7 separate regions of the Mus musculus genome follow, and regions 1, 2, 3, 4, 5 and 7 are each linked to region 6. The links are chromatin contacts, called in public promoter capture Hi-C maps. All regions are on one chromosome and are shown on one strand. The core of a region is the stretch at or near the end of the contact, and the rest is flanking DNA. Distances in the headings are between cores, read along the strand shown.

Region 1 (3,906 bases), core at 1,145-3,644, 7.9 Mb before region 6:
TTCTTAAACTTCTAAAAGTATATGAGATTGATGCTGATGCTTAGTGTATATTATCCAGCTTTAAGTTATCAATATTGGGGGGGGGGGTTGTTTCTGCTTTGAGATGGGGTTTTACTGCATAGTCCCTACTGATCTTGGGCTAGTGATCTTGCCTCAGCCTCCCTGCTGGGATTGCAGATGTGTATCCTCACACCTGGATTATGCAGTGAGTACTTAAAGCTTAAAGAGTACTTAAAGCTTAAAGAGTAGGTGCTAGCTACACTTCTGTGTTAACAGACAGTGCTTATTATCTCTGTCCCCAGAACCAGCGGGCTAAACCCATAACCTTGGTTTTTTTAAAGAATGCTATTATAGTAAAACAGTCTTCATTTAATTCCTTGGTGTCTAGTCTACCTAAGTTCTGTTTAAATGTTACTATCTCTAAAATGTCTTGTTTCAGTAAGGTCCAAATCCTGATTTTGGTTGCAGTTTCTTTTTAACAGATTTTTTAAAAAGATTTATTTAATGTATGTGAGTACACTGTCGCTGCCAGACCCACCTGAAAACGTCATCGGATCCCATTAGAGATGGTTGTGAGCCACTGTGTGGTTGCTGTGAATTGAACTCAGAACCGCTGGAAGAGCAGTCAGTGCTCTTAACTGTTGAGCCCTCTCTCTCCAGCCCCTTTTAACTCACTTGTTTTTGTTTTTGTGCAAGCATAGGACAGTGTTTTGGGAAGGAGTCGGGTTGAATGCAGGATGCCGGAATTGTAGGGCCATTTTGCTGGCCCCATAAAGTTTCTATCACTTTTATCTCATATTCTCTCCACTCTCTTCTGAAGTCAACTGGTTTGTTAAAGTAGTGCGGTAGTCATGCAGTTCCCATGTTAGGGGACCTTCATTGTAATCATTTCCTTTAAGGTGATTGAGTGGTTCAAGCAGGCTTGTCAACATGGATAGATGAACCTGTTTTAATTCAGGTTGGGCTTGAGTCCTAATTTCTGAGCTTTCCTTACCTTGTCTGTGGGGAGAACATGACAGTTGTGGCTTGGGGAACACTGTAGGGTGCATGATGCAGAAGTGACCCCTTCTCTCCTCTGGGGTCTTGCCTCTGGCCACTGCCCCGTGTACTTAAGTGACTCAGGCCTGCCTGGTTTTCTTCATTTCTGTGATGTCTCGCTTCTGTGCCTTGTTCTTGGGTACTGGAGAACGTTTGGGTAAACACCCTCATACTGAACTGAAGTCCTCTGTGCAGTGTGGTGAGGTGTTCTCTCATTTCCTGTGCTGATTCTGTACTTTAAATGAATGCTGAGTAGATGCTAGGAGCCAACCTTGTTCACAGATATGCCTCTTGTTCCTACAGATCTTCGTGGAGTTCACCTCTGTGTTTGACTGCCAGAAAGCCATGCAGGGTCTAACCGGTCGCAAGTTCGCCAACAGAGTGGTGGTCACAAAATACTGTGACCCTGATTCTTACCACCGTCGGGACTTCTGGTAGAGGTGGCTGGGGGAGGGTGGGGGCAGGGCTGGCTGGGGACTTTCCCCCCACCTGTCCCCTCCTCCTTTCCCCCCTCTTGAAGAAGATGGGCAGAGGAGTGACAGCCGAATGACAGCCGGCAGCAACTGGAATGGCAGCAATTAAGGGGGGTGGGGGGTGGGGGGCTAGGGCAGGAAGGGGACTGGGCAAGTGCACACAGGCCCACACAGACACATGCACCCACACAGACACAGAGGGAACGGGCTGGGATGGGGACTGTGTGCACAGCAGGGCGGGTAGGACCTCCACAGCCCCTTCCCAAACAGCCTCTTATCCCTTACACCCCTTTCCTCCTCTCTTCCCCCATGGTAGGAACATAGCGTGTTTATATTTTATGGCCAAACTATTTTGAATTTTGTTGTCTGGCCCTCAGTGCCCTGCCCTCTCCCTTTGCAGGACCACAGCTCCCGTCCTTTGGCTTCTGGTCCTTCCTGTTCTCCACCCTGGTTTCTTAAGTAGTTGGTTCTTCTCCTTAGTCTTCCTGACTCAACCCGTGGTCTCTGTCCCGCTCCCCCTCTCTGTGGCAGTTTCATATTTGCTAATACGAATTTGCTCATTAAACATTTTGTTGTATTTTACTTTATGGATCCTCATCTGTGTCCAGTGTGTCCGCCCGTCTCTTTCGGCCGAGGGTGTGGAGGGTGGCACCCAGGGAAGGAGGCAGGCCTGAGGGTCCCGCGAGGGTAGCCACAGTGGAGGCTTCAAGGCTTGGACCTTTACGCGTCTCCACTGCTGCGTAGATGCGGAAGTGACGCAAGGGCATAAGGACGCGCAGTCCCGTGCGCCGGAAATGGTGCCGGGGTGGGTTTGGTCGCGGAAGTGGAGGCTGCCGGGCGAAGTGCAGAGGGCGGGGCACGTGAGTTCATTTCCGCTTCCGGTCCGCTGCCACCTTCGGTTGCTTCCCGTCCGCTCGGCGGCTCCCCTCCCCCGCCCGGCTCTCTGCGCCCCTCCCGGGCGCCGGGGCGGCGGGGCCGTCGCTGTGCGGCCCTCCGTGCGTCTGTGCGTGCGCACGTGCGCACTTCTGCTTCCCGCAGCTCGGCGCGCGCCCCGCGACACCGAGGCCGAGCGGGGGCAGGGGGCTGACCGTCATGACCCCTGGAAGCCCGGTATAAGCGGGCCGAGGTGAGCGAGGGGCGCAATGCTGGCCTCCGTCGCGGCAAGTCCGGTGTTCCGGCCTGGGCCGTGGCGCGCGCGGGTCCAGCCAGCCTCGGAGCCGGTGTTCCAGCCGCTGATGGCTTGTGGCTGCTTTTGTACCGCTGTGCCCGGGTCGGGTTTGCCTGCCGGTGTGTGTCTTTTTTTGGGATTGTCAGTGTCCCCGTCTCGCGTGGCCCTGCTGTCTGTGTTGCTCTGCTTCTGTGTTTCTGTGTTTGTACAAAAGGGCTTGGAGATCCGAGTGCTGTTTGTGTCTTGGATTGCTCCGTGTTCCTGTCAGGATGCATGCAATGCTTGTATTTTCTGGGTTTCTGTGTCTTCATTTCCCCAGACTGGTCTCCCTCTTGGTGCATTATTTCTCTCCGGGTCATTGCTGTCGTCCCCAGGCCCAAAATTCCTTTCTAGGAACCCACTGCTTTTGCTTAGGATGTGCTTCCCAGGTTTCTGAGTCTCTGGTGTTCTGACAAGAGCTCTGGCTGTGGATTCCAAAGCCCCCGCTGCTTGCCTTGGTCTTCAGTTTTCCTAGTCTTCTAAACGGAAGCATTCATAATTCCTGCACCACAGGGTCTCTGCGCATTGGAGTGGTCCTGGTAAAGTGCCTTACAGTGTCTGGCCTGGAGTTAAGCATGTGATTATTAGTAGCTCTAGTTACTAGAGATTTTGTCTCGCTTAGTATTTGATACCAGGTTTTTGAGTCCCCCTTGGGGACTCACTATATTGTTTGTACTGTTTAATAAGAAATTCTAAATTAACTGTGGAAAATGGCCCCATTTTCAGCAGCATTTGTGAGATTTAGTATGTTTTTTTTGAACATGCTTGAAGTAGGTAGTTGGTGTTAGGATAGTGCGTCTTTAGATGCCACCCTTTTGGAAATGTTTTTTCTGATAATAATAGCAGCCAGGAGTACCGAGCGCCTACTATCTGTGGGGCACAGAACCAAGTTCTTTATGTACCCGTCTTATTTAATCAGCAAGCTTGCCGGGCAGCACCCCTCCCTTTGTTACACAGTTAGGTGAACTGAGTCACAGGGTTGTTTTGCTGGTTGCTTATGTGGCCGGGATTTGAGTGCAAATTTTGTGTTCTTTTAAGTTATATCTCTTCCCACCCCCCCCCAGCCCTGGGTGTCATGTGTGTGTTTTGTTTCAGGGTCCCTGTCTTTCTGTCCTCCCTGTCCTCCTGCCTCGCTGTATTGCTTTCTTTTTGCCCGAGTTTTGGTGTGTCTCTTCTCTTCTCTTCTCT
Region 2 (3,449 bases), core at 198-2,697, 8.1 Mb before region 6:
GCTGATTGGAGGACAACTTGTGGGAGTTTGTTCTCACCTTTCACCATATCCATGTTGTAAATGTAATTGCTATTTTCCAGATGTAATTGCCATCTCTGATGTCTACTGTTGAATAAACTCACCCTTTCTAGCTCTTTCTGAATTCTGGCTGGCTGGTTCAACTCAGCTTCTCTGGCCTAAACACCTCTCCAAAGTGACTGATTCTCTCAGCTTCTGACTGAATTGCTCTGCTTGACCTCAAACTAACTCTAGAAATCTGTTCTAATTTGGCTTCTTTTTATTCTCTGGCTCATTGTGTCTTCACCTGCAACTTGTCTCTATAAAACCATCTCTATGAAAACTACCTCTGAACTCCTCTGCATAGCCTCTCAACTCACTGATTCAACTGAACTGGTTGCCTAGAACTCAGAGATCTACATGCCTCTATCTCCTGAGTGCTGGGATTAAAGGCATGCACCACCAAACCTGGTCCTAAGCTTTTCCTTACCTGAAACTTGCTCTATTCCAGGCTGGCCTTGGACTCAAAGAGATCTGCTTGCCTCTGTCTCCTGGAATTAAAGGTGTGTACTAAGGTCATATCTGTGTTCCAGCCACAATAGCCATGTTGCTGGATTAAGACTCCTCTATGGCTTCACTGGGCAGCGAGCATCAGTACCATCAGTCTGAGCCATCTCACCAGCCCTCTAAGTTAGGGCTGGGGTGATAGCTTTGTAGTTAAGAACAACTGCTAGTTTTACAGAGGACTGGGCTTCGGTTCCTTGGGACCACACCAGACAGTTCACAACTGCCCTGTAACTCTAGCTCCAAAGGATCTGACACTCTGTTTTGGCTTCCTCAGGCACCAGGCACACATGGGGTGCACAGACATGCATGTGGGAACTCACATATACAGAGAAGGTAAAAATAAATAGATCTTAAGAAAAAGGCAGCCGGGCAGTGGTGGCGCACACCTTTAATCCCAGCACTTGGGAGGCAGAGGCAGGAGGATTTCTGAATTCGAGTCCAGCCTGGTCTACAGAGTTCCAGGACTGTCTCGGAAAAAAAAAAAAAAATTCAAGGCCAGCCCGTGCTACATGAGCCTACAAGAGCCCATTGTCTCAAAAAGTAAAAAACAAAAACAAAAAACAATTAAGACAACAAAAATAATCTATCCGAAAGTCTCAGCACAGGCTCAGAAAGCAAGCTTGGCCCCAGATACCAGCAGGCAGGGGAAAAAAAGCAGGCTTGTAGGGGCAACTCAGACTCCCGAGACCCAGGCCATCCCAGGCCATGCAGGAAGGTTGAGTGCCTCAGTTTCCTTCCCAGCACGAGGGAACAGGGTCTGCGTGTACACCACGGGCCTGAGGCTTGGACCCCCGGGATTCTGCATCTGGCGAACCCCAGCAGTGGGTGGGGCCGGGCCGGGCTTGGCGCGTTGCGTCATGACGCACGAAGGCGGCGGCGGCGGGGTTTGTGTGCGCGAGAGGCCGCCGATAAAGGTTGAGTGCCTCGCGCCGGGGGCCGTGGGGAGGGAGCGCGCCCCCGCCCCCTCCCGGGCCGCGGGTCCCGCAGCGCTGTGCCGGGCCCCGCTTCCCGTCAGCCCCCGCGGGAAGGCCCTGGGGTTCTCCTTGATCCCCCTCCCCGACCGGGGCCACAGGTGAGAGACCGGAGGGCGCGGTGGGGGAAGGGCCGGAGGGCGGAGTCGTTTGGAGAACGGCGAGCGGGAAACCGGAAGGGGTACCTTAAAGGGAAGGTCGCTATTTCGCCTCCGATATTTAATCTGTTAGGCCGGCTCCGCCCTCTTAAAGGGGTAAGGACAGTGTGTTTAGCTGCATTTTTGCAAAGCTTCCTGCCCTTTCCCTTCTCCCCTTTCTCCTAAAAGGGGGTTATTTCCTTAAAAGCGGGTGATAGTTTCCCAAACATTGAAGGAAAAGTTTCATAATTCTGCTGGTCCCTAGACTATCTGAACAAAGAGATCTTTTTTCCCTCCCAGATAAAACCTCATGTAGCTTAGGATGCCGTCAGACTCACTGTATAGCTGACAATGACCTTAAATTTACGATCCTGCTGCCTTCATCTGCGCGCTGGGATTACAGGCCTGCCTGTGCCACCACGCCCAGTTCTATGGTGTACTGTGACAAGAACCCAGAGCTTTGTGCATGCCAGTCATTAACCCTTAATAACCGAGCTACATCCCAAACCCCAAGAGCTTCCTCGTAAAGCCCAGACGCTTAAAGGGCACTCTCACTGCTAAGATGGGTCCCTGTTCCGTTGGGCCTCTTGTGTTAAAAGATATGGCCTCAGAGGCACAGACAGTTTCTGAACCTCATTTGTCACCTACACGCCAAAAGGAACAACAGCCCTTTAAAAAAACAATCCTTCATAGCCTATTGCCCTTTGAAAAAGAAATCCTTTATAACCTGTCAAAAGGGGGTGCCTCCCTCTCTTCACTCAGACTGTCTTTACTGAGCATGCTCTCTCCTGATGTTTTGGTGGGTGATGGATGCATCAGAGAACGATCGATCGAACGAAGCAGAGGTTCTCTGTTTGGATGATGTGAACATTGACAGAGTAGAACAAGCAGTAAGAGACTTATATGTTGATGGGACTGTCCTGGGGTACTGTCACTGCAGTACTGACTTCAGGATTTACTAGGGAAGGGTCAAGCTGGCACTGTGTTTTGTTACCAGTGGCATCCATCCTATTGAGTCAGGAATCCTGATGAACACCCATCCATTTATTAGACAGCCCCTCTGACAAAGAATGACCTGTCTCCAAATCTCTGTGCTGGTGAGGTTGAGAAGTCCTGGCTAGGGTGGTGGTGATGCACGCCTTTGAGCCCAGCACTCAGGAGGCAGATGCAGACATCTGAGTTCGAGGCCAGCCTGGTCTAGGTAGTGAGTTCCAGGACAGCCAGGGCTGTGCAGAGAAACTGTGTCTCAAAAAGACAAAGAGAAATGCTTGCCCTATAGTATTTAGAAGGTGATGGGCCCCGTGAAGAAGGGAGCAAATAAGGCATGGGAGGAGATCAGGGAGTGCTCAAGGGTGGTCTGAGGAAGGCTCTCTGGGGTGAGTTCTTGAAGACTTGGAGGTGACAGTGTGAGTTGTGGATGGTGGAGGGGAAGGGCACTAGGCATAAGGTGGTGGTAGCTTTCCCTGCTTAGTTGAACGGCTAGAGGGACAGGAGGCCTGCAAGAGGGGAGAAGACGGACGTAGTTATGCGCAGTCAGCAGGCTCCTGTAAGGGAGTTTGTCTTCTGTCCCCTTATAGGTGTGACTACTATCCAGGTTTGCCTCAGACTCATCCTCCTGTCTTAGCCTCCTCTTACCACACCTGGTTTAGCAGTGCTGGGGCTCACACCTAGGACTTTGTGTGTGTTGGATAGGCACTCCATCAACTGAGCTACATCTCCTGCCCAACCCTTAAGTTTTGTAACAGGAGAGCATAGAGGGAGAAAGACCTGGAGTTAG
Region 3 (3,818 bases), core at 307-2,806, 8.0 Mb before region 6:
GGCCAGGTGGCGCCTGAGCTGGGCTGGCTCCGGGAAGGTGCGTGGGCAGGCAGCGCAGCGCAGCGGGGGCTGGGGCCCGTGGCCACGAAGGTGGCGGGAAAGGTGGGCAGGCCTGCGGAAAGCTTTGGGGCACAGAGGGCAGGCATGGGGCCGGAGACCCGAGTGGCTCAGCCGGTGTCGAGACAGGTAGTAAGGGAAGCGGAAGAGGCGACCACAGGTTGGGCAGGGCAGAGGCGCCCTAGGGGCTCCAGCACCCCCTCTGCCACGACCACGGCCTCGGCCACGGCCACGGCCACGGCCTCGGCCTCGGCCACGGTCACGGTGAGGTGGGCTGCCCTGGGCGGGTGGAGGGGGCTGTGGATCCATGCCTGTGGGGAAAAGGGGAAGAGGCAGGGGTGGGGAGAAGAGATGAAAGATGTGGGGTGAGGTGAAGAGGAGAGCAGAGGTACAGGGCAGGTAGATCCACAGTTCAGAAGAGGATACAGATGAAAGTCGGGAGAGGAAGGTGGTGAGGAGGCAGAAGGGGATAGACACAGGAAAGGAGAGGAGAGAGTTGTGGAGACGTAGGAAAGGGGGGCCAAGTTCAGGAGAAACACAAAGGAGAGAGATAGAGAGAAAGAAAACATAGATATCAGAGGTGGGAACGGTCAGGAAGACAGAACAAGACACATACAGAGGAGACACAGGGAGACAAAGTCAGCCAATTGATTTTGCTCTAGTGCCCTGGGGCTTGAACATTCCTGGAGGGGCTGGGAACCAGTCCACCCTTGGGGCCCAAGTAGGGTGGGATTCAAAGTCAAGAGGCCCTGGAAATAAAAAGTCCATAAGTCAGGGGCTGGGAGGGACCAGTGGGTAGCCGGGCTTAAGCCCCTGGGTCTGTGAGAGGAGAGCTGGGGTCTGGATTCCTGGGTCTGAGGGAGGAGGAATGGGGTCTGGATTCCTGGATCGGAAGGAGGAGGGCTGGGGTCTGGGCTCCTGGGTCTGAAGAAGGTCGGGGTCTGCACTCCTGGGTCTGAGGGAGGACCTGGACTCCTGGGTTTAAAGAAGGGCTGATTTCTGGATCCCTGGGTCTCAGGCAAGAAGACTGAAAGGTAGGACTCCTGGGTCTCAGATAGAACCAGATAGGCGAACTAGACTCTTGCAGGTAGACGCAGCCTCTGAGTCCGGGTGAAGGAAGAAGCTGGGTAAGGGGCCCTGACTCACAAGACAAGGGGGAGGAGTGGACTGGGAGCTGGGCTGCAGAAAATCCTCAGCGAGAAAGCTGTGGCCAGACCCCTGGCCGGGCGTGGTGTCGGGGGAGGGCGTGGAACCTGCCGGCTGTCGGGGGATCTAGGTCCAAGAGGGGGTCTATCTGTTCCGGGTAGGTGTGATCTGCAGAACTAAGGCAGCGGGTCGAGGCCTTGCAGATTGCTCTGCGCAGGGCCTGGGGCTCGCCCCAGTCTCAGGGAGCCGGTCTTACCTCCACCTCCTGCGCTCCTTTCTTCCTTCCCTGCGGCCGGGCGATCGCGGACAGTGGTGGCGGAGAGGGAGGGGGTTGAGCGTAGTGGGAGGGGTGGGGGTGGAGAAGGAGGCTGGGCTCGGTGTTACAGCCTAAGCCTTCCCCCCGGAAACCCGGTGCTTGGTCGGAGGCCAGAAGAGGAAAGACTGGCTGAGAAGCCGGAAGCGGAGGGCCAGGGACCTGGTGGGGGTGCGGGGGGGGGGGGGGCGGGAGCAGAGGAGGGAGCTGCGGCTCCTGGATCCCGGGAGGGGAAGGGGCTGAAGGCCTGTCCTTTGGACCCTCAGAGGAGGAGGAGGCTGCAAGCCTGGGAATCTGGATCCAGCTTTCCACCCCTCCTCCATTTCCCAGCAGATAACACATATTCATTCATTCTTTCAACAAACAGGCATTTATCAAGCCCTGCCGGTGCCAGGCACTGTGCTGGCTGCTGGGTCTGAAGAAGGCAGAGATGGAGATGAACGAAGCAGTGAGTGATACAGGCTTGAGAGTGAACATCAATGATACAAGGAGTGCACCTCTATGATCGAGCCTGACTCTCACTGTCCCTTGGTTGCCTGGGCAAGCAATTCTCTCTTCTCCGAGCCTCAGTTTCTCCCTTTATGGTAAGCCCCAGGATCACAACCCGACCAGTTTTATCAGAACACCTACTGTGGGCTGGCTCTGTCCTTGGTGCTGGATCGATAAAGGCAAAATTCATACTATGATGAAAAGGGACAAACAAGAGTCAGTCACAGACGGTGTGACGAGGGAAGCTCTTGTTTTGGGCAAAGTGCTGTGGAATGAAGGGGATGGAAGAGACAGTGAGCTGGCTTTCAATGGGAGTGAATGCCATTCCTCTAGTCTTCCTTGGCAACTACGTTTCTGGAACTTGGAGCTTTAATGTTTCAGCCTGCTACATGGGCCACATCTCAAAGTATATATGATGGAGAAAAAGGGCCGTTTCAGTTATCTGCCTGCATTACAGTGTTGTTTTCTTTAGGGTTAACTTCATGCCAAACATAGTTGGCAAGAGGCTGGGTAAACTGTTCCTTTTGTACGTGTCTGGGTGAGTAGAGGTTTGGAAAGCTTTGATATGCTAGTAATTCCAGGAATTTACCCTTGAGAAACCAGAAACATGCAGTATTATACTTGTGCCAGTCCATTGCGGCTGCTTTCTTTTTCTTTTTAAAAACATTTCAGGGGGCTGGTGAGATGGCTCAGTGGGTAAGAGCACCCGACTGCTCTTCCGAAGGTCGGAAGTTCAAATCCCAGCAACCACATGGTGGCTCACAACCATCCGTAACGAGATCTGACGCCCTCTTCTGGAGTGTCTGAAGACAGCTACAGTGTACTTACATATAATAAGTAAATAAATAAAATCTTAAAAAAAAAAAAAAAAAAAAACATTTCAGTATAGGTATTGTGGGCTGGCAAGATAGCTCAGTGCAAAGGCGCCTGACTCGTGGCTGATGATCTGAGCTATCCAGGACCCACAGAGTAGAAAGAGATCACCAAACCGATTCCTGTGGGTGGGCCTCTGACTTCTCCACCTGTGTGTCTGCACACACATATACATAAACATACATTCACATATGTACAAACACACCCACCCATACATACAACACACATATACACACATATAAACATACATAAACACACAGACACAAATGTACACATACACATTAAATAAACAAATACAAATGTAGGGCTGAAGAGACAGTCCAGTGCTTGAGAGTATTGCTGTTCAAGAGGGCCAGAATTTGGTTTCCAGCACCCAGGCAAGCCCCCACCCCCTGTATAACTTCAGCTCCAACACCTTTTGTCTTTTGAACACATACACGCAGAGGGGCATATTGCCAAAAAATAAAAATAAATTGAAGTTAGATTCTGTTACATTTATTATTTATGTATGTCGGGTGCACACACAGCACAGTGCATATATGGAGGTCAGAGGTCAGTTCTCTCTCCACGATGTGGGTCCTGTCCTAGGATCAAATTCAGGTGATTAGCCTTGGGGACAAGTGGCTGTACTGACTGAGCTCTCTGGCTAGTCTACTATGGCAGTCTTGGAAATCACTATGAATGGCTCAGTAAGAGATCAGGGGAATAAAATCATGACCCAGAGAAATCTTGTATGCCCTGAAAAAAAAAAAAAAAAAAGGAAGAAAGAAGCTTACTGTGTGGAAATGTGGAGACTCCCCAGCTGAGCACAAGGAAGAGAACAACACAAAACCACCCGTGCTAAGTCTCTGTGTGCGCTCCTATCTGCAGCTTGGAGACCGACAAGATGGCTCTGCAGTTAAAACCACTAACTGCTCTTGATGAGGACCTGAATTGGGTT
Region 4 (3,856 bases), core at 297-2,796, 8.1 Mb before region 6:
TCAACACCGTTTGCCACAGAATCTTGCTAAATCGCCCAAGGGCACCTGGAATTCAACGAGCAATTCTCCTGCTGAAACTTCCGGAAGGAGTAGCTGGGATTACAAAAACTGCAGCCAGCCAAATTCTCACTGTGGATTCTTTGTAGCCAAAAACAACTGCAAGGGAGGTCTCCAACACAGACATTTAAAAAACAAAACAAAACAAAAACAAAAAAAAACCAAACAAAAACCCACAAACAAACAAACCTGCAAGGGAGGTCTCCAACACAGATAAAAAGTGCGCCAGTGAAATGAAAAGCGCAAGAACGGTATGGCAAACTCCCATCTGTGCTCCCTGAATGGCAAATGTAGATTTTTTTTTCCTTAAAAATTTCTATTTATTTATTTAGTTTCTATATGGGAGAGGGTATCCATGCCATGGGGCATATGTGGAGGTCAGAGACAAGCGAAGGAGTCATTTCTCTCTGGATCCCAAATGTGTGTGTTGATCAGATTTACTTTTAATTTTAAAAAAATATTTATTTATCTATTCCCTGTATATGAGTGCTCTGTCTACATGTATGCCTGCATGCCAGAAGAGGGCAGCAGATCCCATTACAGATGGTTGTGAGCCATTCTGGAAGAGGAGCCACTGCTCGTAACTGCTGAGCCATCTCTCCAGCCCGGACTGGGTTTATTATATGAGTGTTTGACCTGAGACTGCATAGCCACATGCATGTAGTGTCTGTGGAGGCTGGAAGAGGTAGTCGGGTCCCCTGAAACTAGATTTAAAGACGGTTGTAAACCACCGTCTGGGTGCTGAGTACCAAACCCAGGTCCTCTACAAGAGAAACCAGAGTTCTTAGCCACTGAGCCATGTCTACTCGCCCCCCCTTCTCTATTCCCCTCATAGGTTTTTAAGGCTTATGTCCCAAGGGCTGGGTTCTTGGCTTGGGAACCCATTTTTGGGAGGCACAGTGTGAAGGAAATGAGCAAGGGGGCTGGATGGAGTTCAGTGGTAGAGAGCACTTGATTTGCCTGGCTTTCATGACAGCCAGGCTCAGTTCGCCAGATTTGATCGAGATGGACTGGGGACACAGATGGGAGAGGATCCACGATGCTTTAGGGAGAGCGATACAGAGGAGCACGTAATTGTGAGAGAAGCGGGGACCACAACTCCTGGAACCAGGAATTTCAGGCTGTGTGACCCTGGGTGAGTTTCCCTTCCTCTCTGGGTCTCTTTTTTTCTCCAGGGTTAGCTCACTGGCGGGGTTGATGCAAAATTTGTCTCTAGAGAGGGTTGGGGACTCTCCCCGCGGGTCTATCCTGAGACCAAATGGAATGCCATTCCAACCCCCGAACCCGACACCCTGCAAAGCTTCCGTTTCCCGGTCTGAATGACGGGATGGTGGGTTTGCAAACAGCCAGCAAGTAACGAACCGGACTTACTCGAAGGTCCCAGGTTCGAGTTCGGGCCCCTTTTCCAAGAAGTCCCGTGACCTTTTCCCCGCTGGATTCCCACTGACCCCGTACTGGGCCTCCTTTTTGCCCTTTGTAGACACGTAGTCAGAGCCGCGGGTCTACACCCCCGCGCCGAGCCAACCAATCGGCGTTCGCCTCACTCTGTTCTACTCCATCCTGTTAATTCGATTGGTCTGAAGAAACTGGAGCAGGCGGAGAGACAGAGGGTAGGACCAATGAAAATCCACGGAGGGAGGGCCTTGGCTGAGAGCTCGGCTTCTAACCCGGAAGGAGGGTGAAGAACGACCAGAGAGCTAGAGGCTCAATCTTGGCTAGTGTAGGGTTCATGGCACCATCCACTCCATCCGGGGCGACCGGGGAGAGGTGATGCTTTCTGTAACCTAGCTCTAGGAAGGCTGAAGCACGAGTATCGCCAGTTCGAGACTAGCCGGGACTGCGTGGTGAGACCCTGTCAACCAAAACAACAGCCGGGCATGGTGGCGCAAATGTTTAGTTCCAGTAATCATCATAAACCGATGATTTAGTTAATGGTTTAGTTCCAGTACTCAGGAGGCAGAGGCAGGCATAATTCTGACTCTACAACGCGAATTCCAGAATAGCCAGTACAACACGGAAGTAAGTCCTGTCTCGAAAACCCGAAAGTCAAACTAAGAAAACAAAAGAACAAGCCTCGTAAGACATTTTCCCCCACTGCTTGCCAGTTAGCTTTTTCTCCAGGAATTCAGGACTTGTCTCCTTGGGTGGTCTATATAGAAAACTGACTCTGTACTTAGAAGTGGGGGTTAAGAGAGAGAGGATTACTTCATCCAGATATATAAACCTGGTATGGTGGCTCAGGGCCGGTAATCCCAGCGTTCTAGAAGCTGAGGCCTTGAGTTCAATGAATAAGAAAACAAAAGCTGATTACGGTGGCTTAATACCCATGACCCCAAGTACTCAGAAGTGGAGACAGGAGGATTTCTTCACCTTGAAGTTATGAGAAAAGGGCTAGGCATGGTGGCTAACGAGGACTGTAAACCCAGCACTTGGGAGGCTGAGTGTGGGTGAGGATCTTTTGGGGGAGAGATATATATATACACAGAGTTCCAGGTTAGCCTGGGCCACAGAGTGTGACACTGTCGAACAAAGAAAAAGAAATAAGGCTGGAACTGTAGCTCAGGTGGCAGAGTCCTTGCCTGGCATGAATAAAGCCTTCGCTTTAGTGCCCAGCACTGTATGCATGGGGGTGGGGTGAGGGTGGGAGAGATGGGGGATGGGATGGGACTGGGAAGGCAACCGGCAGAGGTTCAAAGTTGGTCTCCCCAGAACAGTGAACTCAAGTGCATCCTGAAACTGAGCCTCAAAAACAAAATGAGCTGAACAAAGATTAAAAACAACAAGCCAGACAGTGGTGGAGGCTCACAGTCGCCTGTAATTCTACTTCCAGGGGCTCAGACACCTTCTTCTGGCCACTTTGGCACTGAATGCATGTGGTAAGCAGACACATGGGCAGACACACACCCAAAATTTTATAAACACACACACACACGAAGAAAAGAACCAGGCATGGTGGTACATACCTTTAATCCAAGCACTCTGAAGGCAGATGCAGGCAGATCTTTGTGAGTTAGGATGTCAGCCTAGTCTACAAAGTGAGTTCCAGGACTCCCCAGAGCTACATAGTGAAACCAAGGGCAGGTGTGTGGGTAGCGGTAGGGGTTGGTAAAAAGAAAAAGAAAAGAGAAAAGAAAGGGCAAATGCCATCACTCTTGTGTTAGAGTCTATAAAGTTAATTGGCAGGTGCTGGCTTCAGTTCCCTTAACAGCTATTCACACCATGTACGTTAGTGCCGACACTGAGCCTGTGGCTCTCGCCTAGCGTAGAATGCACAACTGGGAGGTACCTGTGCCTGGCATTTCAGGAGATCCGTGGGAAGTGGGAAAGCCTGTGAAACCCATAAATAACACAGGCTCTCCCCTCCTCACCCCCAAAGCCAAAGGCAGCCCCTCCAGAGTTCCCACCCTTGTAGTCCGTCCCTGGCACAGCTGTGGATATAACTCAGATGGTGGAGCACTTGCCCAGCATGCATGAAGCTCCGAATTCAATCACAGTGCCATGCAAATCTGTACAAAAATAGAATCTGTATAATATAAATAAACCAAGCCCAGGCCCCCTTCTTGGACCACAGCCCAAAGCCTTCTAGACTCAGGGTCCACCTCTGGTCCTTTATGGGACTCCTTGTACTTTTTCTCCTGTGGTTGTTTAATATACTTTCCAGTTCCATCTATTTTCCTGTCTTTAAGAAAACAGATTTATGCTGGGCATGGTGGCACACGCCTTTAATCCCAGCATTCGGGAGGCAGAGGCAGATGGATTTCTGAGTTCACGGCCAGCCTGTTCTACAAAGTGAGTTCCA
Region 5 (3,818 bases), core at 458-2,957, 6.8 Mb before region 6:
ACTGTAACAGTGTAACAATTAAGTAGTGGAAACAGCCTGGGAAAGGGGGAAGTGACACATCCAAGGTCACGGAACCATAAACGAGCCAAAATTGGAACTCAGGAGCTGGCTCCAGAGACTTTTTGAACTTTTGCCTGAAAGCAAAAGTATGAAAACCCTTGCTCTGGGTGTATCACTTTAACACCTCTATTGTGTCCTCGTGAGGAATGGCATGAAATTTCTTATCTATGGCTGCAGAACTTAGGAGCTGAAGCGAGGAATTGAGCTTCAGAGCTCGTGGGCAATATTCCCAGTAGCTGCAAATCATTCTTGAATTTCACCATGGGCCAAGCCTGAGGATATACCCTTCTCTGCTCAGATGGAGAACACATGAGATAAACCAAGTCAGAATCTAATGTGAAAGTTCTCTGGGCCATGGCAGCACAGCACTCAGTGACTCCAGAGAAGCAGGAGGGGAAAGTTACCTGCACTTGACCCAAGAGGCTTAAAGCTTTCCCCAGAGCAGAGGCCAGATCTCAGCTAGATTCTCAACAACGCCAAACATGGAGCCTGAATCAGAAATTAAGGGGTTGGGGGAACCCATCAGGTCTGCGTTTTTAATAACGACCTGGGCAATAACGCCTAAGGTCGTCCTGGGTCAGGTCTCAGCTCCTGCTTTCCAACCCCAGTTCATGTTCATTTTCCTATCCTGGTGTTAAGACAGGTGTCAGTTCACTCCCCACTCACTTCTTCGTCTGTGGATCACTTTTCCGACTGACCTTTTGTAAGTGCTGGGGCACACATTCCCGGGGCTTGGGGGTCACCCTATGACCTAACTCTTGTACAGATTGGAGGTGGAGGCGGGAGGTCTGCTAAGGGGCGGGGCTCCGCGCTGGACCCAGCCCTGTGTCCGCCCAGGGGAGGAAGGCAACAGTCCAGGCGGCCCAGGACGACCCACACGGTGCTGACCTTGGCCTGGCGCTTCCCCTCCCAGGACGTGTTTCCTGCCGCCGGTCAGCACGCGCGGGGGAAATAGATGAATGAGCCTCCCGCCACCTGCATCCCGTAATTACTCGCTGGATCAAAGGCCAGCGCATGGCCCCCGAGGCAGCAACGGGCCAGGCGACTCGATTTGAGGAAGGAGAGGACTTGGGAGAACTTGGGCCGAGACTGACCATGGGCCGCCGTTTCCGGTCAGCCCAATCCAGGCGGCGGGGTCTCTCCCCACATCAAGCCTCGCCCCCGCAACAAGTCCCTGGCACTTCCGGCCATGACCGGCTGCAAGTCCAGTCCGGGTGGCCCGGACCCCACCGGTTGGATAACCCAGGTGCCTGCCGGCCCAGCACTGCCGCCGGAGTAGCGCACGCGCATTGTCCCAGGCCGCGGCGCCAATCTCTCCCGCGCGCGCGCGCGAACTCCCCGGCCGCGCGCCCGCTCACGCCCACCCCCCCCACACACACCCCTAACACGACACGCACGCGCACTAGTCCGCTCTGCCGCGCTCGCCCTCCCGCCTCCCCACCCACCCCCGTCCGAAGCCCAGCTTCCCGACGCGCTCTCATCCCAGCCACTCGGCGCACGCCCCCCTGAGCCCGCGGCCGCCCTCACCTCCGCGGCCCCGGGGCCGTCACGCCGCACTCTTCCTCTCGCCTGCCTCGCGGATGGTGGCAGCGGCGGCAGCGGCGACTCAGACCCTGGGGTCAGGGGGACGGGCGCCCAGGCCGGAAGTGACCTTCCCGGCCGCTTCCGCTCGCGCCTCTCCCTCTCCTCCCCCTCCCAGGCCGCCACCGCTACCTCGCCACTCTAGGCAGAGGAGCTCCAGGACCCCTGACCGCTACCCCCTCCGGCTCTATGGTACGGAAAGGCGCCTCGGGACGCTACTTCCGGAATTATCTAGGACCCAGGTCCTCCGTTTTGCTCTATGGCGCCTCGCTCCGAGGGGCTCGGGCCCCGCCCCCTCCCCGGACAGAAGGCTGGGCTCGACCCGTTAGGCGCACACTTCCGGGTGTCGGGGCGGCCCCCAACCCAGCCTCGTCGCTCGCGCCTGCGCGGTGAGCTGCCCGCGGCGACGCTCCCACTACTCCAGTCCTCCTGTCGTCTCTATCATCGTAACCCCTTCCGCCCCGGGGCGCTTCCAGGCCAACGCCGGTCTCAAGAAAAAATTCGGTTCACGAGATCTGGAGTTTTTCCCCAAAATGTTTCCGCTCGAGCCTCCGGTGCGGGTTGCATTTTGGGACGACCTCATCTTGAAATCGGCCTGTTTTGCAGAGAACCAGAGGTCACATTACCTTACTAAGTGACATAGCAAGAATGACCTCGAACCTTCAGAGTAGGGCTCCAAATTAAGTGTTTATGACTTATTACTCTCCTAGAAGAAAGGTCCATCACAGTTTGGAGGATGCTGATGATGAAGAAAAGGAATGAAAGGACCCTCTACAGATATCTGCTTCCAAGGCACAATTTGAAACTTGAAAGTCAATGTCAGCTTCTCTGAGACAAATGGTATCATCATCACGTAACTACCTTTACAAAAGCAGGCGTCAGGTGCTGCTGACACTTGGACTAAGTAAGGGATGGACTTTTTAAACAAACTCCTCCTGCACCAGAGAAAATCCTGGGCAGCCTAAAGAAGCAAAGCCCACAGGCAAAACGATACATGACACCTGAGGACAAGCTAAGAAAATGGAAAGCATAGCCATCTCCTTAGCAAGGTGCTCCAGAAGTCTTTGCTCAGCAGACTGTTAAGGATGTGTAGAGAGTTAGAAAATTCAAGAGGAGGCCTATGCTGAGCCCTGTAATGGAAAATGTCCAAACTGCCTGTAATTCATGTTCAAGCGCTGGACTTCCGTGGTTAGATTAAAGATAAACCAGCCAGGACCTTTCAACGGGTGATAAAGATCACAGGCTGCTTGTAACTGATCAAAAGGCTAAAGGCGAACCCACAGCAGGGGTATTAAAATGGCCCCAAAGGTAAAGAGTAAACGGAGGACAGTAAAAAAAAAAAAAAAAAAAAAAATTAACTATCCCTTCCTGGCTCAAAGCTAACAAAACTAAAAGGCAAACTGGCAGCATCAGACACAGCCACGGTAGTTACTGTTCCATCCCGAGTCCTGGGCCACACAGAGGAATTCTTAGAATGCTAAACCAAGTAATCTGAAGATACATATTTTCTCCATGGTGAGCCTCAAAGGCTCAGGGGTACACACTCACCTAGTACCCACGAAACCCTAACGGGAACAGCTTTGTGCCACTTTCAGTGACAACTACAAGGAACCAAGGCTCTGGGCACCCCAGGCTTTCTCTTGTCTCTCCAAACTTTATCTTTTTTTGTTTTTGTTTTTGTTTAAACTCTAGTAAATGTGCAATTCTGTTTTGCCCCTCCTATCTCCTTATCTCCTTTCCCACTATGACTCCACCGTGATGCTCAGGGTGTACTCCTTCTCTAACTCCAGCCAGCTATCCTCAAGTCACTTTTTGTATCTGATTTGTGTGGGATTATTTTTTTTTCCATTTCTGGGGTTTGCAGGCACTGTGTGTGTGTGTGTGTGTGTGTGTGTGTGTCCATGCATGTGCATGTAAGGTCAGAGAACAGCTATCAGGAGTTGGTTGGTCCTCTTCTATCATGTGAGTCTTGGGAGTCTAACTCCGGTTGTCAAGCTTGGCAGCAAGTACACTCTACTACCTGAGCCATTTTCCTGGCCATAGCTATTGAATCTTGTAACTCTCTGAGTTCTATGATCCATATGAATTTTATGAGCTTGCTGACTCTTCCCGATTTCAATCTAAAGCAAAGTTAAAGACTATTACCCACGCAGCCAATTCCTAGGCTATTTCTGTAA
Region 6 (4,023 bases), core at 1,087-3,586:
CAAGCTCCTCCCTACAGAGTAAAAAGCCCAAGCTCAGGCTGGAGAGTTGGCTCAGCTGTTAAGAGCACTGGCTGCTCTTTCAGAGGTCCTGAGTTCAATTCCCAGCAACCACATGGTGGCTCACAATCACCTGTAATAGGATCCAATGCCCTTTTCTGGTGTGGCTGAAGACAGCTACAGTGAACACATATACATAAAATAAATGAGAAATATATATATATATATATATATATATATATATATATATATTCTGTTTTCTGCTCAGTTCTCTGCTGCTTCTCACCTGAAATACAACCACCTTCTGAGTTTTTCCCTCCCAATAAATCTCTTGTCTGAGGTTTGTTGTATATTGTGACTTTGTGGTATTTCCTGGCTCCCAACTTCCAGGATACCTTTCCTTTCAGAGCTGTAACACTGCCACTGGGGAAGGCTTCTCCCCTTCCTCCCCAGAGCTGGAACATTTACAAGAAGATGGGTGACTGAAGAATCTCAAACCTAATTAACTTTTTTTTGTTTGTTTTGTTTTGTTTTTCGAGACAGGGTTTCTCTGTGTAGCCCTGGCTGTCCTGGAACTCACTCTGTAGACCAGGCTAGCCTCAAACTCAGAAATCTGCCTGCCTCTGCCTCCTGAGTGCCCTAATCAACTTTTTACCTTAAAATTTATCATTTCTAAGATCACACATGGGCTGGAGAGATGGCTCAGTGGTTAAGAACACTGACTGCTCTTCCAAAGGTCCTGAGTTCAAATCCCAGCAACCACATGGTGGCTAACAACCATCTGAAATGAAATCTGATGCCCTCTTCTGGAGTGTCTGAAGACAGTAACAGTATAGTTACATATAATAAATAAATATTTAAAAAAAAAAAAAAGATCACACACAGTTAGGCAAGAACGACTGGTGACCAAAATGTCTCCCCAATCCAAGAGGAAACTTGAACACCCCAGTACCATAGACCTAGCTATCTGTTATAAATTTTATTTTGTTACCCTAAGAGCTAGGTCAGTAGGTCACCACAGGCCCTCTACTTTAAGACAGCTGAGAGGCTAACCTGGGGGAACTTAGATCCTGCCTCAAAAGATAAAATGTTTCATGGTTACATTGGCCAACCTAATATAACCATTATAATTAAGGACTGAGTTGGGGCTAGCTCAATGATAGTTTACCTATTAAATATGTGGTCTTAGATTTAATGGCCTGAACAAGGGAGAAATAAAGATGGTAATGGTCATGTCAAGCCCAGGGGTAAGATGTATACCATCACAAGACTCAACCAGGTCTATCCTGTGGCACATAGAAGGCTTAGAAACCAGCCTAGCAGGGAGGTGAGCACTAGAACAAAGGTGTTTCCAAGAGAGCTTTCTGGGAACCCCCTTAGGCCCCCTTAGCGCTTCTCCTCAATAGGTAGGTGGTGAGAGTTGTGTCCAGAGAATCTGTAAAAGACAAATTCTACCGACAGAACTGCTCAGGAGTTTTGGATGTAGAGAACCGCTGCTCTCTACAGTAGCTGCCAAGGAGAAGGTTCCTGGGTAGCAGAAGAAACCCAAGTAGGCAGATCGAGTTCAGGATTGAATGGTTTATATCACAGTCCAGCCACTTGATATGTGGAAATAAAACTAAGCCCATCTGCAATTAAGCTAAAAAGCCTCTAACTGTCGGATATGGGGGCCCATGCCTTTAATCTCAGCGAATGGGAGAAAGACTGGCAGAACTATTGAGTGAGCTCCAGGCTAGCTAGTAGGGTCTACAGAGTGAGTTCCAGGACAGCCAAGGACTTTTATTCTTTAAAGGCCCCATTCCCCCACAAACAAACAAAATGCCATCAACTGCCCATTGGGAGAAAAAAAATAAATATAAGTCATCTTGTCTAACTACATCCTCCTAAGTAAGGGTTGAGTATACCTCGTAATTTTAATCAGAAACCTCCGTCCTTATTTTCAGTAATGTTATCTGAAGACTATTAGTGAGGGTTGGTAATTACATGGTTACCTCCTCTGAGCACTTGTTCACCTGTAGGCCTACTGTCTCCACAATATCCAGGGAGCTTAACGGAGATCCGATGGAGGCCATACTGAGTTTTTCTCGCCCACCACCGCCTTTCACCTGGATTCCCAACGGGATTGTCTAGAACAGTCTGGACTCAAGAGGCCAAGGAGCCTCCACCTAGGCCTTCTCCGAGGCAGGGGGACCCTTACAGCTTAACTCAGAGAACAGCAAGAGGCCCTAAGTTGTGCGCTAGCTGTTACCTAGGAGACACAAGGAGCGAGAGTCCTTCCGGGAGCGCTAGCTCTGATTGGTCAGGATGCCTCTCTGGCCAATAGAAACCAGGTCCGTTGCGCACATGCGTAAGGAGGCTAACCCACAGTCGGCTCCGTCCTACGTGAGTCCTACGGCTGCGGTTGCAAGAGAAGAACGGCTGCCAAGTCAGGAGTGGGAACCCCCCCCGGAACTCTGCAGCAACGCGACCCCAAGGAGAGGAGCGAAGAGTCTCGCGCGTGAGAGGCCTTGGAAGCGTGCTGTCGTTCTTGCTGAGGCTCACGGGAGACGTAGTCCGAGCGAAGGGGGCCGATCCGGCGGAGCAGATGCAGGATTGGCCGGGCTGGTAGGGCAACGCGCGAGGCGGGGCGTTCTCTGAGTGGCAGTGGGACGTGCTCGGTGTCACTTCCTGGAAGTGCCCCAACCTCCTGGGGCTCTCCCACGCGTCAGAGGTGAGCTCACTCCTAGCTGGGCGGGCGCAGCTTCATAATCCGGCTCCTCGGATCACCGAGAGCACCTCCCAGCCGTCGGACCCACCCCTTTCCTGTGTCAGAGCCTGACACCCCAACTCTTGAGTTTCTCCAGAGCAGGACGGATGTCCCAAGAGAGCCGATTTAAAACCAGAATCTTAAGAGCTGGGACACAGGTTCCAGTTTACAACTCCACACAAAACGGGGCTGTTTGATTTTGGCTTTTGTTTCAGGGTTTCACATGCGTAGTAAGCTGAGGCAGTATGAGGCATCCACAATTCAGCTGCGATCAGCGAGCTGTGCCTCCCAACCCATAATAAGCTCCTGAGAATGCACCCAGGCTTTCAGCTCTGCCCCAGGTCTTGTACCTGTGTCTCAGAGCCAACTCTTCAGCTAGCACAGTGGTCTGCCTCCTGTCTGAAGCCTCAGGGCTCCAGGTCACCCAGGATGATGGTCCCACCCCCCTTCCCTCCGTGTCCTGCTTGACCCTTTGTCTACTGGATGAGCCACTTTCATCTCCCAGGAGCCCTGTGTTGTACCCAAATGTTTGAGCCCGTCATTTGCAGTTTTCTAGAAGGTCCCTGGACATTCCACCCAGTCATTTATCTTCAAAACAAAATACAGCTGCTCAACTGCTGTGGGGCTGCACCTCCCATGACCTTCTTTGAAGTTCTCCTGGCCTCAGGGTTCTCTTTTCCGGCTTCTAGGAGGGGTCTGGTGTGTGTCTTCTGACCTTAGATGACATTCTTCCTTTTCTGTAGGTCCCTCTGTCACCTCCAAAAAGACCCTTCAAAACAAGAATGCCATCTCCTCGGGGTACCCCACACCTATCCCTCAGAGACTCCAGGACCACCCTTGAGGAGCCTGAGGCTGCACGACTCCGTTTCCGGGGTTTCTGCTATGAGGAGGTTGAGGGACCCCGAGAGGCACTGGCCCAGCTTCGAGAGTTGTGTCACCAGTGGCTACAGCCTGAGTCATCCTCCAAAGAACACATAATAGAGTTGCTGATTTTGGAACAGTTCCTGGGTGTGTTGCCCCCTGAGATCCAGGCCTGGGTTCGAGGGCAGCGACCAGGAAGCCCCGAGGAGGCCGCAGTTCTTGTTGAGGGGCTGCAGCATGATCCTGGGCAGCTGCTGGGCTGGGTGAGTGAAATGACATTAGCTTCTTAGAAGGACAGATCGAAGGGAGAGCCCCTGTGACATGATTCTCTTCAGATCACAGCCCACATCCTGAAGCCAAAGATGCTTCCTCTAGTCCAGAAGGAGTCCTCAGGGAGTCACCACATCTCAGCAGCAACG
Region 7 (3,889 bases), core at 971-3,470, 7.9 Mb before region 6:
GGTGCTTCTCTCTATTGAGGCCATGGAGACCCCTCACTGTTGGACAGGTGGGTCCACAAACCCTGGACTTTCTTCTTCTATAGGGTTTCCCCAGACTTCGTCCTTTTCAGGACCCAACCAGTATCTTCTCACAGACACCCAGGGTGTCCTCTACACAGTGCTGGTGGGATGAGGAGTCAGGGAGGATAGGGCCGATGGGACTTTGGTTCACAAAAAGAGCTACAACTGTCCGGTGTGCGTTAGGGTCTTCGAGTGCGTGTCTTGCCTCCAGCGTCATCCACTTGGAGGTAAAGCCCTTCAAATGTCAAACCTGCTATACAGGTGGTGGACAGCCCACAGCTGTTTGCTCTGCCCTTGCTCCTTTCGGGATTGGGGCGAGTTGGCTCAGAACAGCTGTGTGCACTCAGGGGATAGCTGTTCCAGTGCCTTCCTACCCTGCCCGTGCTGCTTTACCGAGCAGGAGCCATTCCAGAAGCATATTCAGAGGAAGCATCCCTGCACTGCCTCTGGGGACCGCGGGGATCATGGGTCTCCTCCTGAAGTTCTCAGACAATGGCCTGAGTGCCAGCCTGGCTTTCAGAGCCCTAGACACAAACCCAGCCTTGCCTCGAAGAGTCTCTGAGCTGTCAGGGCATCATAGTGCTTTGGAGGTATATGGAAACGAGCCCTCATAGAGAACAGCCCTGCCCCTTGAACAGTTGGGATATTTATTATTACGGATTCCTGATAGGAGGAAGGGAGGACCATGCTGTTTGGGGAAACTCTTGCCTGGGAAGTTTTAGTGGGTAGTCAGAGGTCTCTATTTTGACACTGGAAGTAGGGACCTTATATTGAACACTCAATGCACACCACACCCCATTCTCAATCCTTACTTACATTTTGGGAGACATTTTAGTTTATGCTATCTGGAACAAAGACCTTGACTGGGTAATGGGAAAGTCTGCCGTTTTCCTCTGGGAGTTAGGCCTACTTCAGTTTCCCCAAACCTGCCATTTATTTATTTATTTATTTAGATAAGGTTGTAATGTAGTTCAGGGTGACATTGGATTTATGATCTTGCCTCCACTTCCAGAATACTGAAACTCTGGGCTTTGTGCATGCTAGGCACCTTACACACTGCGCAACATTCCTAGCATCTTTGGGAAAAAGGTTCTGAACACTACCCCTTCCCCACCCAAACTACAATCCACATTAATATACTTAAAAAAATAGCATCTTAGAGCATAAGCACAGCTTTATACAGTTCACCTGGCTTTATACAATTCTCTGTGGTTTGAAATACTGATCTAGGGCAGGTGGTTCCCCCTGGACTTGCTGACCCAGGATGCAGTTTATTTGTAAAAATGAACTGCTTAGTCTTGGTTGACACATTCAGTCTTCCTCTGCAAGGATGGTTTAAGTCATGCCTCTTAGGGCTTCAGAACCCCAAAGAGGATGCTGCTTGTGAACCGGAGAGGCAGTGTAGGTCTAATAAACATGTCTTCGCTGCTCCTTTCCTCTGATTGTGTGTGTGTATGTGCCCTATGCAGATAGCCTCTTTACACGACTTCTTTTGGGGCGGAAGGGAGAGGGGGAGTGTCTTAAAGGCTGTGCATCTACACCGACTGACTTCAAATAATATCAACAGCGCTTGGATCTTAAGCTCCAAGAGTGGTCCGGTTCTGGGCTGAGCCTTTGGTATGTCACACAACTACATCCTCTCAAAGGCTTTTAAGAGTAACTTCCCACTGAACAGGTGAGTAAACTGAGGCCATGGAGGAATGAGGAGCAAGGACTGGAGTGTAGCTGTTCCACAGGTGGCTCCAGTGTGGGCTATTCCTGACCCACACTTTGCGGAGAAGTAACCACCACACAACCCATTCTCACATCCTGGTCCTCTTATTCCTTTAATCCTTTTCGTGGATGGGGGTGGGTGGAGGTTATGGTAGGTTGGAGCGGCTAAGACTAAAGGTATGCATGTATTAATCAGCTACTTAGGGATCATTAAAGGAGACTCAAATTTCACTTCAATTTTCCTTACTGCCTCATACCTTCTGACTTTTCTCGGCCCACTGGTCACATAGCCACTCACCCGGAGGACCCCCGGAACCGCATCAGCTGTGCAGGATGAGAATTTCATGAGGATCCCTGCCTAGGCTTTGGGAAAGGAGGGGGGGGGGGTTGTGTGTGGGGTGGGGGTTGGAGGGGTGTTGCAAGGGGCTATCGCGCAAGTGCGGTCCCGACCTCCGCGCAAACGGCGGGCCTCACCTGGGCTCCAGGAAGAGGCGCCCCAGGCTCGGCAGGCCTGATTCGGTTAGTGCCCACGTCTCCGCGCTCCGCCATCCAGTTCTCCCCCTCCTCTGCCGCTACGCCCGCTTACTGGTGGGTGGGCGCTTCTCTCCGCGACACTTTGCAGACGCTCCCCTGCGCTGGGCATGGGCGCCGCCACTGCCGTCGGTCCCGGGGCTGGAGTCCGTGCGCGGGTGGGTGAGAGCGGGGCCTCGGCCCCTTGTACCCTGAGCACCCAAAGGCGGGGAACGGTGCCCACGGTCGACACCCCCATGCCGGTTGCCCATTCTGGGACCCTTCGCCACGGTCGCCCCCTCCCACTTGTGGGACAAAGGGTGGGGGCGCATCCCCACGCGTGACCTCCCACGCACTGCGCACGCGCCCAGCTCCCACTTCGGGGAGGGGCTTTACTCGCCCACGCGAGTGCGGGAGGAATGGGCGGCTGGGACAGGGGAACGCTTGCAGGATGGACCCCCTACCCCAAGAATGGAAGTTAGGGGTGGTTGTTTCTCCATTTATGGCATTGGGTTCGGAGATGGGCCATGATGAAGGGCTTTCTCATTCAGGCCAGGTCTCCCTGTGGTGTTGACCCCACGAGGAACCAAAGAATTTAAGGGCCGAGCCCCTTCACAACCAAGATTCCTCTCGCTGAGCCCCCTCGCTCTGGGTACATACTTTGGAAGCCTCTGACTCTGTCCAGAAGTATGGGTCCTTTCCTCCCTCAGACTGGTGATCCTTCCTTACTCCGGAGGGACAGGTATTCCACCTCTCCAGGGACTGCCGACTTTTGGTGACCTGCTTCTGTCCAGTGCCCCCAAGGGCTCAGTTGCTGGGTCTGCAGGAAGCCTCCTCGATATGAATGACAGAAACAACCGTTGGCGGACAAGTGAGGCACCTGGGGACCCTTTCTTTTCCCATCCTTGGTCTGACATTCTGGTTCCCTCTGTCCATGGGACAGCAATGGTTGGGGGTGGTCTATAAGGTTCAGGCCACTTCTGGGGTGACCTCTGCTGACCTCTCTGCAGTGAAGGACGAAGAGACCTTTGAGATCTCCATTCCCTTTGAAGAGGCACCCCACTTAGACTCACAAATCTTATACCGTCTGAGTCCGTCTCGGAGAAATGTTGAGGGTGAGCTGAGAAAGGGCATTGGAGGGACTGGAGTCAGGTGGGGTACTGCCTCACCCTGGGGCATGACCTCCGTCCCTGCTGTTCTTAGAGCCTCCAGAGGGCGCCTCCCCAACCCTGGCCCTGATGAGCAGTGTTAAGGCCCAGCTGCACATGGCACTGGAGAGGAACTCGTGGTTGCAGAAGCGCATTGAGGACCTGGAGGAGGAGAGGGACTTCTTGCGGTGTCAGCTGGACAAATTCATTTCCTCTGCCCGGATGGATGCAGGTGGGGGCACACAGTCCCCCAGGACCCGCAGAATTCAACACCCAATGTTGGTTGGACCTGATGGGGACTTGGCATCTTATCCTTCCACTAAGGCCCATGCCTATTTTAGGGCCTTCCCCAGCCATTTCCTTCTTGATTTCAAAGACTTCTCTCATTTCCTATCTTGTGATGAGACTGCCCTGTAACTCATCAGCCTCAAGCACTTGGCATAACTGTCTCCCAGAGT

What was found. Promoter capture Hi-C pulls out the DNA fragments that hold promoters and counts their contacts.
Region 1: a promoter capture Hi-C map of second pharyngeal arch cranial neural crest shows a contact between it and region 6. The contact joins the promoter of Epn1 here to the promoter of Zfp446 in region 6. A contact is called at or near these places in 5 of 39 promoter capture datasets (cranial neural crest, frontonasal cranial neural crest, maxillary cranial neural crest and 2 more) and 1 of 9 other capture datasets (adipose tissue).
Region 2: a promoter capture Hi-C map of pre-B cells shows a contact between it and region 6. The contact joins the promoter of Zfp628 here to the promoter of Zfp446 in region 6. A contact is called at or near these places in 3 of 39 promoter capture datasets (cranial neural crest, frontonasal cranial neural crest and pre-B cells).
Region 3: a contact with region 6 is called in a promoter capture Hi-C map of pre-B cells. The contact joins the promoter of Zfp579 here to the promoter of Zfp446 in region 6. A contact is called at or near these places in 3 of 39 promoter capture datasets (cranial neural crest, maxillary cranial neural crest and pre-B cells).
Region 4: a promoter capture Hi-C map of pre-B cells shows a contact between it and region 6. The contact joins the promoter of Isoc2b here to the promoter of Zfp446 in region 6. A contact is called at or near these places in 4 of 39 promoter capture datasets (cranial neural crest, frontonasal cranial neural crest, pre-B cells and 1 more).
Region 5: a promoter capture Hi-C map of second pharyngeal arch cranial neural crest shows a contact between it and region 6. The contact joins the promoter of Zfp787 here to the promoter of Zfp446 in region 6. A contact is called at or near these places in 4 of 39 promoter capture datasets (cranial neural crest, frontonasal cranial neural crest, pre-B cells and 1 more), 1 of 484 Hi-C or Micro-C datasets (B cells) and 1 of 9 other capture datasets (liver).
Region 7: a promoter capture Hi-C map of maxillary cranial neural crest shows a contact between it and region 6. The contact joins the promoter of Ccdc106 here to the promoter of Zfp446 in region 6. A contact is called at or near these places in 5 of 39 promoter capture datasets (cranial neural crest, frontonasal cranial neural crest, maxillary cranial neural crest and 2 more).

Annotation. Positions count from the first base shown.
Region 1 is chr7:5,077,841-5,081,746 of GRCm38.p6, forward strand. Epn1 (epsin 1) reads left to right here and starts at 2,395. Exons shown (of 12, transcript NM_010147.4): 1 at 2,395-2,637. U2af2 (U2 small nuclear ribonucleoprotein auxiliary factor (U2AF) 2) reads left to right here. Exons shown (of 12, transcript NM_133671.3): 12 at 1,342-2,105. The coding sequence ends at 1,476.
Region 2 is chr7:4,913,770-4,917,218 of GRCm38.p6, forward strand. Zfp628 (zinc finger protein 628) reads left to right here and starts at 1,448. Exons shown (of 3, transcript NM_170759.2): 1 at 1,448-1,636.
Region 3 is chr7:4,994,545-4,998,362 of GRCm38.p6, forward strand. It overlaps Zfp579 (zinc finger protein 579), which reads right to left and starts at 1,557. Exons shown (of 2, transcript NM_026741.2): 1 at 1,460-1,557; 2 at 1-368. The coding sequence starts at 366.
Region 4 is chr7:4,864,633-4,868,488 of GRCm38.p6, forward strand. It overlaps Isoc2b (isochorismatase domain containing 2b), which reads right to left and starts at 1,547. Exons shown (of 6, transcript NM_026158.2): 1 at 1,429-1,547.
Region 5 is chr7:6,154,258-6,158,075 of GRCm38.p6, forward strand. Zfp787 (zinc finger protein 787) reads right to left here and starts at 1,708. Exons shown (of 3, transcript NM_001013012.2): 1 at 1,588-1,708. Gm36371 (a long non-coding RNA gene) reads left to right here and starts at 2,962. Exons shown (of 2, transcript XR_391130.2): 1 at 2,962-3,818.
Region 6 is chr7:12,975,512-12,979,534 of GRCm38.p6, forward strand. It overlaps Zfp446 (zinc finger protein 446), which reads left to right and starts at 2,337. Exons shown (of 6, transcript NM_175558.4): 1 at 2,337-2,601; 2 at 3,487-3,867; 3 at 3,940-4,023. The coding sequence starts at 2,341.
Region 7 is chr7:5,054,506-5,058,394 of GRCm38.p6, forward strand. It overlaps Ccdc106 (coiled-coil domain containing 106), which reads left to right and starts at 2,221. Exons shown (of 5, transcript NM_146178.2): 1 at 2,221-3,154; 2 at 3,294-3,398; 3 at 3,487-3,663. The coding sequence starts at 3,124. Gm15510 (predicted gene 15510) reads right to left here and starts at 2,611. Exons shown (of 4, transcript NR_166619.1): 1 at 2,248-2,611.